Regions from separate parts of the Arabidopsis thaliana genome. Here region 1 is linked to region 2. Evidence: chromatin contacts called from public targeted proximity ligation data. All regions are on one chromosome and are shown on one strand. The core of a region is the stretch at or near the end of the contact, and the rest is flanking DNA. Distances in the headings are between cores, read along the strand shown. Region 1 holds the start of GAPB (glyceraldehyde-3-phosphate dehydrogenase B subunit). Region 2 holds the start of PMI1 (plastid movement impaired1).

The links.
Region 1: a targeted proximity ligation map of shoot shows a contact between it and region 2, with 20 read pairs. A contact is called at or near these places in 2 of 26 Hi-C or Micro-C datasets (both in seedling), 1 of 2 datasets of targeted methods (shoot) and 2 of 3 other capture datasets (root and shoot).

The regions. Positions count from the first base shown.
Region 1 is chr1:16,125,799-16,130,007 of TAIR10.1, forward strand. GAPB (glyceraldehyde-3-phosphate dehydrogenase B subunit) reads left to right here and starts at 1,555. Exons shown (of 9, transcript NM_103456.4): 1 at 1,555-1,855; 2 at 1,946-2,041; 3 at 2,121-2,285; 4 at 2,355-2,522; 5 at 2,614-2,774; 6 at 2,859-2,920; 7 at 2,997-3,046; 8 at 3,149-3,555; 9 at 3,654-4,097. The coding sequence starts at 1,754. The coding sequence ends at 3,786. AT1G42960 (inner membrane localized protein) reads left to right here. Exons shown (of 5, transcript NM_103455.6): 1 at 1-131; 2 at 429-549; 3 at 723-819; 4 at 973-1,059; 5 at 1,148-1,500. The coding sequence starts at 65. The coding sequence ends at 1,282.
Region 2 is chr1:15,974,698-15,978,839 of TAIR10.1, forward strand. PMI1 (plastid movement impaired1) reads left to right here and starts at 2,108. Exons shown (of 2, transcript NM_103439.7): 1 at 2,108-4,119. The coding sequence starts at 2,434. It overlaps GLR3.3 (glutamate receptor 3.3), which reads left to right. Exons shown (of 7, transcript NM_103438.3): 3 at 1-487; 4 at 565-842; 5 at 935-966; 6 at 1,048-1,454; 7 at 1,527-2,116. The coding sequence ends at 2,006.

The DNA.
Region 1 (4,209 bases), core at 305-2,804, 150 kb after region 2:
TATCATCGAACTTGCTCCAACTGCTCTATCTCAGGATCTCTCTCAGACACAGTTTCTTCCATCCATGGCGTCTCTTTCTTCTACCTCTCTCTCTCTCCCCAAGAATTCTCACCAACTCCATCCTTCATCTGGTAATAACTTCTTCAATCTCTCCAATCTTCGTGCTTTATAGATTTTCAATATCCTCCATTTTCGAGCTCATGAGATTCGTACAGTCATGTTACGATTTCTAATTTAGCATCTCACAAAACCCAATTTAATTGTGTATTGGACGATCTTGATTCCTTTATGTTGTTGGGTCCTTTCTTTTTACTTGTGCTGATTTGTCAAAACAATGCAAAATTAGAGCTTGAAGCTGTTTTGTTAGAAAACTGTTCAACTTGTTATGTATAAGTCACTGATTGTTGTTTGTTCTTGTTACCTTCTAGGTTTTTCTCTGAATCCAAATGCTCGTTGTGTCAGTGTTTCATTTGGACTGAATCACTCCAACAAACTTCATATTTCTGCTCCTAGAACCAAAAGGATCCTAACCATTCAATCTGCATACAGGTATATAACTTTATCTTATACAAATTATTGTTTGAGATGTCGAAAACTGTGGTTCTTGTTACTCCTTAATGTTTTGTGAGCATCGTAACATTTTTTAGTATACTTTAGTTTTCTATTGGCAACTTATGTTTACAGAGACAGTTTGCAATGTCTAATAGCATCAAAACTTGCAGAGATGATGATGGTTCAGGCAGCACAGGCCTATTCGTCGGAGGGTTTATTTTGGGCGGACTTATAGTCGGTGCCCTCGGATGTGTATATGCACCACAGGTAGTAATCTGTTACATGGTTTAGTTTGATCACTCTTAGAGCTTGTATTCGTTTCAATCAAGAAGTTCTTGAGTGGACTCGAGGAGCTCTGTAACCTTCTCTGTTTCACTTTGACTCATCAATGTGTGATGTTACTTTTGTGAATTGTATCAGATCAGCAAGGCTATAGCTGGAGCAGACCGAAAGGATCTCATGAGGAAGTTGCCTAAATTCATATATGACGAGGAAAAAGCTTTGGAGGTAAGTTATTGCTAAGCCTCTTGATTCATATTTTATCTCACTTTTTGTTGAATTTACTTATGAACAATGTTGTCTACTGTTAATGCAGAAAACACGTAAGGTACTAGCTGAGAAAATTGCTCAGCTTAACTCTGCTATCGACGATGTCTCCTCTCAGCTCAAATCAGAAGATACTCCGAATGGTGCAGCTCTAAGCACCGATGAAATCGAGGCTACAGCCTGAAATCATCTGTTTTTAGGATTTGAAATTGAATCATGGGAGATTACTTACTATGATCCCAATAATTGTTTTCCTTTCTGTGTAATGTTGTACAACTTTTCGTCTACTATCTTCAAATGACTGCTTTCTTCCTTCTTCTTTTTTTCTCGAAATCGCGGTGTTGAAGGATATATCACAGTTATATGCGAAACCAGACGTTATGAAGACTATATAATATCCTGATGAAAACTATATGACATGAAAAGAAGGATTAAAAAAATGAGTCTCTTGAGAAACTTGTGATCACTGGCTCACAGAATCTTATCCCCATATGTATCTTACCTACATAATAGCCACATATTACTTTGCTTCACTTTGAACCATTGGTTGGTTTTGATCAAAACCAAAGGATGTGTGTATGTATGTATATATTCTAACGCTCAAAACTGATCACTAGCATTCCTAGATTTTTCCTTCTTGTGATCACTTGCAGCTATGGCCACACATGCAGCTCTCGCCGTCTCAAGAATCCCGGTCACACAGCGACTGCAGTCTAAGAGTGCCATTCACTCTTTCCCTGCTCAATGCTCCTCCAAGGTATGAACTCCATCTGACTACTACATACCCTCTGTTTATGTGTGTGGTACAGTTTGTTTTATTGGTTTCTCTTGTTACTTACTTGCACAGAGGCTAGAAGTCGCTGAATTCTCCGGTCTGCGTATGAGTAGTATCGGTGGGGAAGCATCTTTCTTCGATGCTGTAGCTGCACAAATCATCCCTAAGGTAACTTATTTATTGATTGAATCAGTAACTGTATTGTTATCATGATTTGTGAATATGTGATGAGTTTGTGAAATATTAGGCTGTGACAACATCAACTCCTGTTAGAGGAGAGACAGTGGCGAAACTGAAAGTTGCGATTAACGGTTTTGGAAGGATTGGTAGGAACTTTCTTAGGTGTTGGCATGGTCGTAAAGACTCTCCTCTCGAAGTTGTTGTACTTAACGACAGTGGTGGTGTCAAGAATGTAAGTATGTAATAAACTTTGTGAACTCTTCTTGTGGAACACATTTTTGACATTTGATGAAATTTGCAGGCATCCCACTTGCTTAAGTATGACTCCATGCTTGGAACCTTCAAGGCTGAAGTGAAAATTGTGGACAATGAAACTATTAGTGTTGATGGTAAGCTCATCAAAGTTGTCTCCAACAGAGACCCTCTTAAGCTTCCATGGGCTGAGCTCGGCATTGACATTGTTATCGAGGTGAAATTTCTACCGAAAACTGCTTATTATGATGGCAAATCGCGCTACGGAACTTAGTTAATCGAAAACTGTATATGGTTATGATCATCAGGGAACAGGAGTGTTTGTTGATGGGCCAGGAGCAGGGAAGCATATCCAAGCCGGAGCCTCGAAAGTTATCATCACTGCACCAGCCAAAGGTGCTGATATCCCTACCTATGTTATGGGAGTCAATGAGCAAGACTATGGTCACGATGTCGCTAACATTATTAGGTCCGTTTAAAGTTAAACCTTTGATCTCATTAAAGCATGAACGAGTTTGAGTATTCATGCTTCAGTTTTGGTCTTTCTTTGCAGCAATGCATCTTGCACCACCAACTGTTTGGCACCTTTTGCTAAAGTCTTGGATGAAGAATTTGGTACATTTTATTTTCTCTGCTTCACTACATGTTTCAAAATGTTTTTTTTATAGCTCATACATGAACTGAATCACAGGAATTGTCAAGGGGACAATGACAACCACACACTCCTACACCGGAGACCAAGTAAGATTCCATCTTTTTGTCTATCTATCCATGTAGAAACCTAACGGAAGAGCTTGCTTGTATTGTCAAAAAAATAAATATGTTTGAAATGAATTGTTTCAGAGGCTTCTAGATGCATCACACAGGGACCTAAGGCGTGCAAGAGCCGCAGCACTGAACATAGTGCCTACCAGCACAGGAGCAGCCAAGGCGGTGTCATTAGTGTTGCCGCAGCTGAAGGGTAAACTTAACGGCATTGCACTCCGTGTGCCAACACCAAACGTCTCAGTGGTTGACCTTGTTATAAACGTTGAGAAGAAAGGTTTGACAGCAGAGGATGTGAACGAGGCCTTTAGAAAAGCCGCTAATGGACCGATGAAAGGCATTTTAGACGTTTGCGATGCGCCTCTTGTCTCTGTTGACTTCAGGTGCTCTGATGTCTCTACCACCATTGACTCGTCCCTCACTATGGTTATGGGTGATGATATGGTCAAGGTGGTTGCTTGGTATGATAACGAGTGGGGTTACAGGTGAGAGAGATATAACACATTACATGATATCATTTTATGTTTTAACCTATGATTGTTTGTTTATGTTTTGTGTTTGCGTTTGCGTGTTCGTGTTTTAGCCAAAGAGTGGTGGATTTGGCTCACCTAGTGGCTAGCAAGTGGCCGGGAGCGGAAGCTGTTGGAAGTGGAGATCCTTTGGAGGATTTCTGCAAGACAAACCCGGCTGATGAGGAATGCAAAGTCTATGACTGAACAACTTTGATCATTTCTTTCTTTATTTTTCACCAAAACAATACTTTGTATCATGAGTTACTTATTCGAAATCGTACTATGCATACTTGTTTTTCTCATAAGATTTTCTTGTCTGATGAACAACTATATGTTAAGACTGAGAGAATTGTATTTGAGAAATAACCATTTTATGCTACATGTTAAAACGGAATTTATTTGAGCAATGTATGACAAAAGAAATTGTTTGATTTGGTTTACAAATAAAGATGCATGAGTGTGCAACAAAATAATGAAACATTCAATCTAGAGAAAAGAGATTTGATATTTTCAACTTGATTTCTTTATTGTATGATGGTTGGAATTGATCTTTTTGAATTTCATAATACATATGTAATTTTTTTATATTAAAAATGAAAAATAAAGAAAGAATAAATTAAAATCAAT
Region 2 (4,142 bases), core at 858-3,357:
CGGAACGCGTATGGTTGGTTTAACGGGACAGCTTCAGTTCACTCCAGACAGGTCTCGGACCCGTCCAGCTTACGATATTATCAATGTGGCGGGAACCGGTGTTCGTCAAATAGGCTACTGGTCAAATCATTCTGGTTTATCAACTGTATTACCTGAGTTACTCTACACAAAGGAGAAACCAAATATGTCAACAAGTCCGAAACTAAAGCATGTCATTTGGCCGGGAGAAACGTTTACGAAACCTCGCGGATGGGTTTTCTCTAACAATGGGAAAGAACTCAAGATTGGCGTGCCTCTTCGCGTTAGTTACAAGGAGTTTGTATCACAAATTCGCGGAACCGAGAACATGTTCAAAGGGTTTTGCATTGATGTCTTCACGGCTGCAGTGAATCTTTTACCGTACGCAGTTCCTGTCAAGTTTATTCCTTATGGAAATGGAAAGGAGAATCCGAGCTACACGCATATGGTTGAGATGATAACAACTGGTGTGAGTGCTTATTACATTCTTTTTCATAGAAGTTACTTTTACCATTTCTACTTACTGTAAAAATGGATTTACTGCAGAATTTTGATGGGGTAGTAGGTGATGTTGCCATTGTAACAAACCGGACAAAGATTGTAGATTTCACACAACCATATGCAGCATCAGGACTAGTTGTAGTTGCACCTTTTAAAAAACTGAATTCAGGAGCCTGGGCTTTTCTTCGACCTTTCAACCGTCTTATGTGGGCTGTCACGGGTTGTTGCTTTCTCTTTGTTGGCATTGTTGTTTGGATCTTGGAACATAGGACTAACGATGAATTCAGAGGCCCACCTAAGAGACAATGTGTCACAATTCTCTGGTCAGTTTACTATATATTTCAGAGAAGTAGCTTAGAGACAACTGCTTGTTATCTTTTGGCTGATCCATTTATTGTTTGTTTGATATCTGCAGGTTTAGCTTCTCGACCATGTTTTTCGCGCATAGTATGTCGAAAGAAAACTTACTGTGCCACTGGTTATTGTTTGGCTTTTGACTGATATGACTCTTTCCCTTGGTTTTGACAGGAGAGAACACAGTTAGTACACTTGGACGGTTGGTTCTGATCATATGGCTATTCGTTGTACTAATCATCAACTCGAGCTACACGGCTAGTCTGACATCGATATTGACGGTTCAGCAGCTCTCTTCACCCATCAAGGGAATTGAAAGCCTTAGAGAAAGAGATGATCCAATAGGGTACCAGGTTGGTTCATTTGCAGAGAGTTATTTGAGGAACGAACTCAACATATCAGAGTCACGCCTAGTCCCACTTGGAACACCTGAAGCCTATGCTAAGGCATTAAAAGATGGACCAAGCAAAGGAGGCGTTGCCGCGATTGTTGACGAACGTCCTTATGTCGAACTCTTCCTCTCCAGCAACTGCGCTTATAGAATCGTTGGTCAAGAGTTCACCAAAAGTGGCTGGGGATTTGTAAGTATAAAGATATTGTCACCATTTGGTTTGGTTAGATTCTGTTACTTATGTATAAATGGTTTTACGTAGGCCTTTCCTAGAGACTCTCCTCTAGCAATAGATCTATCAACAGCGATCTTAGAGCTAGCAGAGAACGGAGATTTGCAAAGGATCCACGACAAATGGCTAATGAAGAACGCATGCACTCTAGAGAACGCGGAGCTCGAATCAGACAGGCTTCATCTAAAAAGCTTTTGGGGACTATTTCTCATATGCGGCGTCGCGTGCCTCCTCGCTCTCTTCCTATACTTTGTTCAGATCATCCGTCAGCTCTATAAAAAGCCAACCGATGATGCCATTGCAAGAGATCAACAGCAGAATCATGACTCTTCCTCCATGCGCTCCACTCGTTTGCAAAGATTCTTGTCTCTCATGGATGAGAAAGAAGAGTCCAAGCACGAAAGCAAGAAGAGAAAGATCGATGGTTCAATGAACGATACATCGGGATCAACACGATCACGAGGTTTCGATAGAGAAAGAAGCTTCAATTCGGTAAATCCATTAGACTGAAACTGTAGTTACAGAGACATATACAATTATTTTTGAACTGATTACAGAGAAAAATTTAATTTTTTTCTTAGACATTTATTATAGTATAGTATATAGTATTTATATTTCACAAAACTCTAACAACCACAAACACAAGGTTAGAGAACTAACGATTCTAAAACGTTGAACGAAACCATACCGTGACAATAAATTAGTTGGGACCATAAAGGTTGGTGTCTCTTTCAGAGTTGAGAGAAGGCCACGACATTCTAAATCCTGATCCAATCGCTTCACCAACTAATAAATTTTCTCAATTTTGGACAGACAAAACAATGAAACCTATCGATAATAATAACCACACAAACCCCAAATAAACCCTCAGCTTCCTTATCCCTTCTTCTGGGGACCAAAAAAAACACAGAAGAGCTTCTTCTTCTTCTTCTTCTACATGGCAGGAGAATATTCCGGTAGCCGGAGTTCTAACACACAGCTTCTCGCGGAACTTGAAGCTCTAAGTGAAAACCTTTACCAGAAACCTCAGGTTTCAGTTGGAAACAGGAGAACAAACTCTCTCGCTCTCCCTCGGAGTTCTGTTCCGTCGCTTGTTACCTCTGCTGATGAAGTGAGTACAGCACGAGCTGAGGATTTGACAGTATCGAAGCCGCGGGCTCGGCGTTTATCGCTGTCTCCGTGGCGGTCGAGACCGAAACTTGAGGTAGAGGAGGAAGAGAATGTTACTCAGAGCAACAGGATTGTCAAGAAACCAGAGGAGTCGTCATCGGGTTCGGGTGTGAAGGAAGAGAAGAAAGGGATTTGGAATTGGAAGCCGATTCGAGGGCTGGTTCGGATTGGTATGCAGAAGCTAAGCTGTTTGTTATCAGTGGAGGTTGTGGCGGCGCAGAATCTTCCAGCGTCGATGAATGGTTTACGCCTTGGAGTTTGCGTGAGGAAGAAGGAAACTAAAGACGGTGCTGTTCAGACGATGCCGTGTAGGGTTTCTCAGGGTTCTGCTGATTTTGAGGAGACCTTGTTTATCAAGTGCCATGTGTATTACTCACCGGCGAACGGTAAAGGTAGTCCAGCGAAGTTTGAGGCTCGTCCGTTTTTGTTTTATCTTTTCGCCGTGGATGCCAAGGAACTGGAGTTTGGAAGGCATGTGGTGGATTTGAGTGAGTTGATTCAGGAGTCGGTAGAGAAGATGAATTACGAAGGAGCTAGGGTTAGGCAATGGGATATGAATTGGGGACTTTCAGGGAAGGCTAAAGGGGGTGAATTGGCTTTGAAATTAGGGTTTCAGATTATGGAGAAAGACGGTGGAGCTGGGATTTACAGTAAACAAGGCGAATTCGGGATGAAACCGAGTAGTAAACCTAAGAATTTCGCTAATTCCTTCGGTCGAAAGCAATCGAAGACGTCGTTTAGTGTTCCGAGCCCTAAAATGACGAGCCGGAGCGAGGCGTGGACGCCAGCGAGTGGTGTGGAGTCAGTTTCGGATTTTCACGGGATGGAGCATTTGAATCTGGATGAACCTGAGGAGAAACCCGAGGAGAAACCGGTTCAGAAAAACGACAAACCGGAACAGAGAGCTGAAGATGATCAAGAGGAACCAGATTTTGAAGTTGTGGATAAAGGAGTTGAGTTTGATGATGACTTGGAAACTGAGAAATCTGATGGAACCATAGGTGAAAGATCTGTTGAGATGAAGGAACAACATGTTAATGTTGATGATCCACGGCACATAATGAGACTCACCGAGCTTGATTCAATTGCAAAGCAGATCAAAGCGCTTGAATCGATGATGAAAGACGAGAGTGATGGAGGTGATGGTGAAACAGAGTCACAAAGGCTAGATGAAGAGGAACAAACTGTGACAAAGGAGTTTCTTCAGTTACTTGAGGATGAAGAAACCGAGAAGCTGAAATTTTATCAGCACAAAATGGACATCTCTGAACTGCGGTCTGGCGAATCCGTAGACGATGAATCGGAGAATTACCTCTCGGATCTCGGTAAAGGCATTGGTTGCGTTGTTCAGACACGAGACGGTGGTTACTTAGTCTCTATGAACCCTTTCGACACGGTGGTCATGAGGAAAGACACTCCTAAGCTTGTTATGCAAATCTCCAAACAGATTGTGGTAAGGCCTGAATTAATATTTAC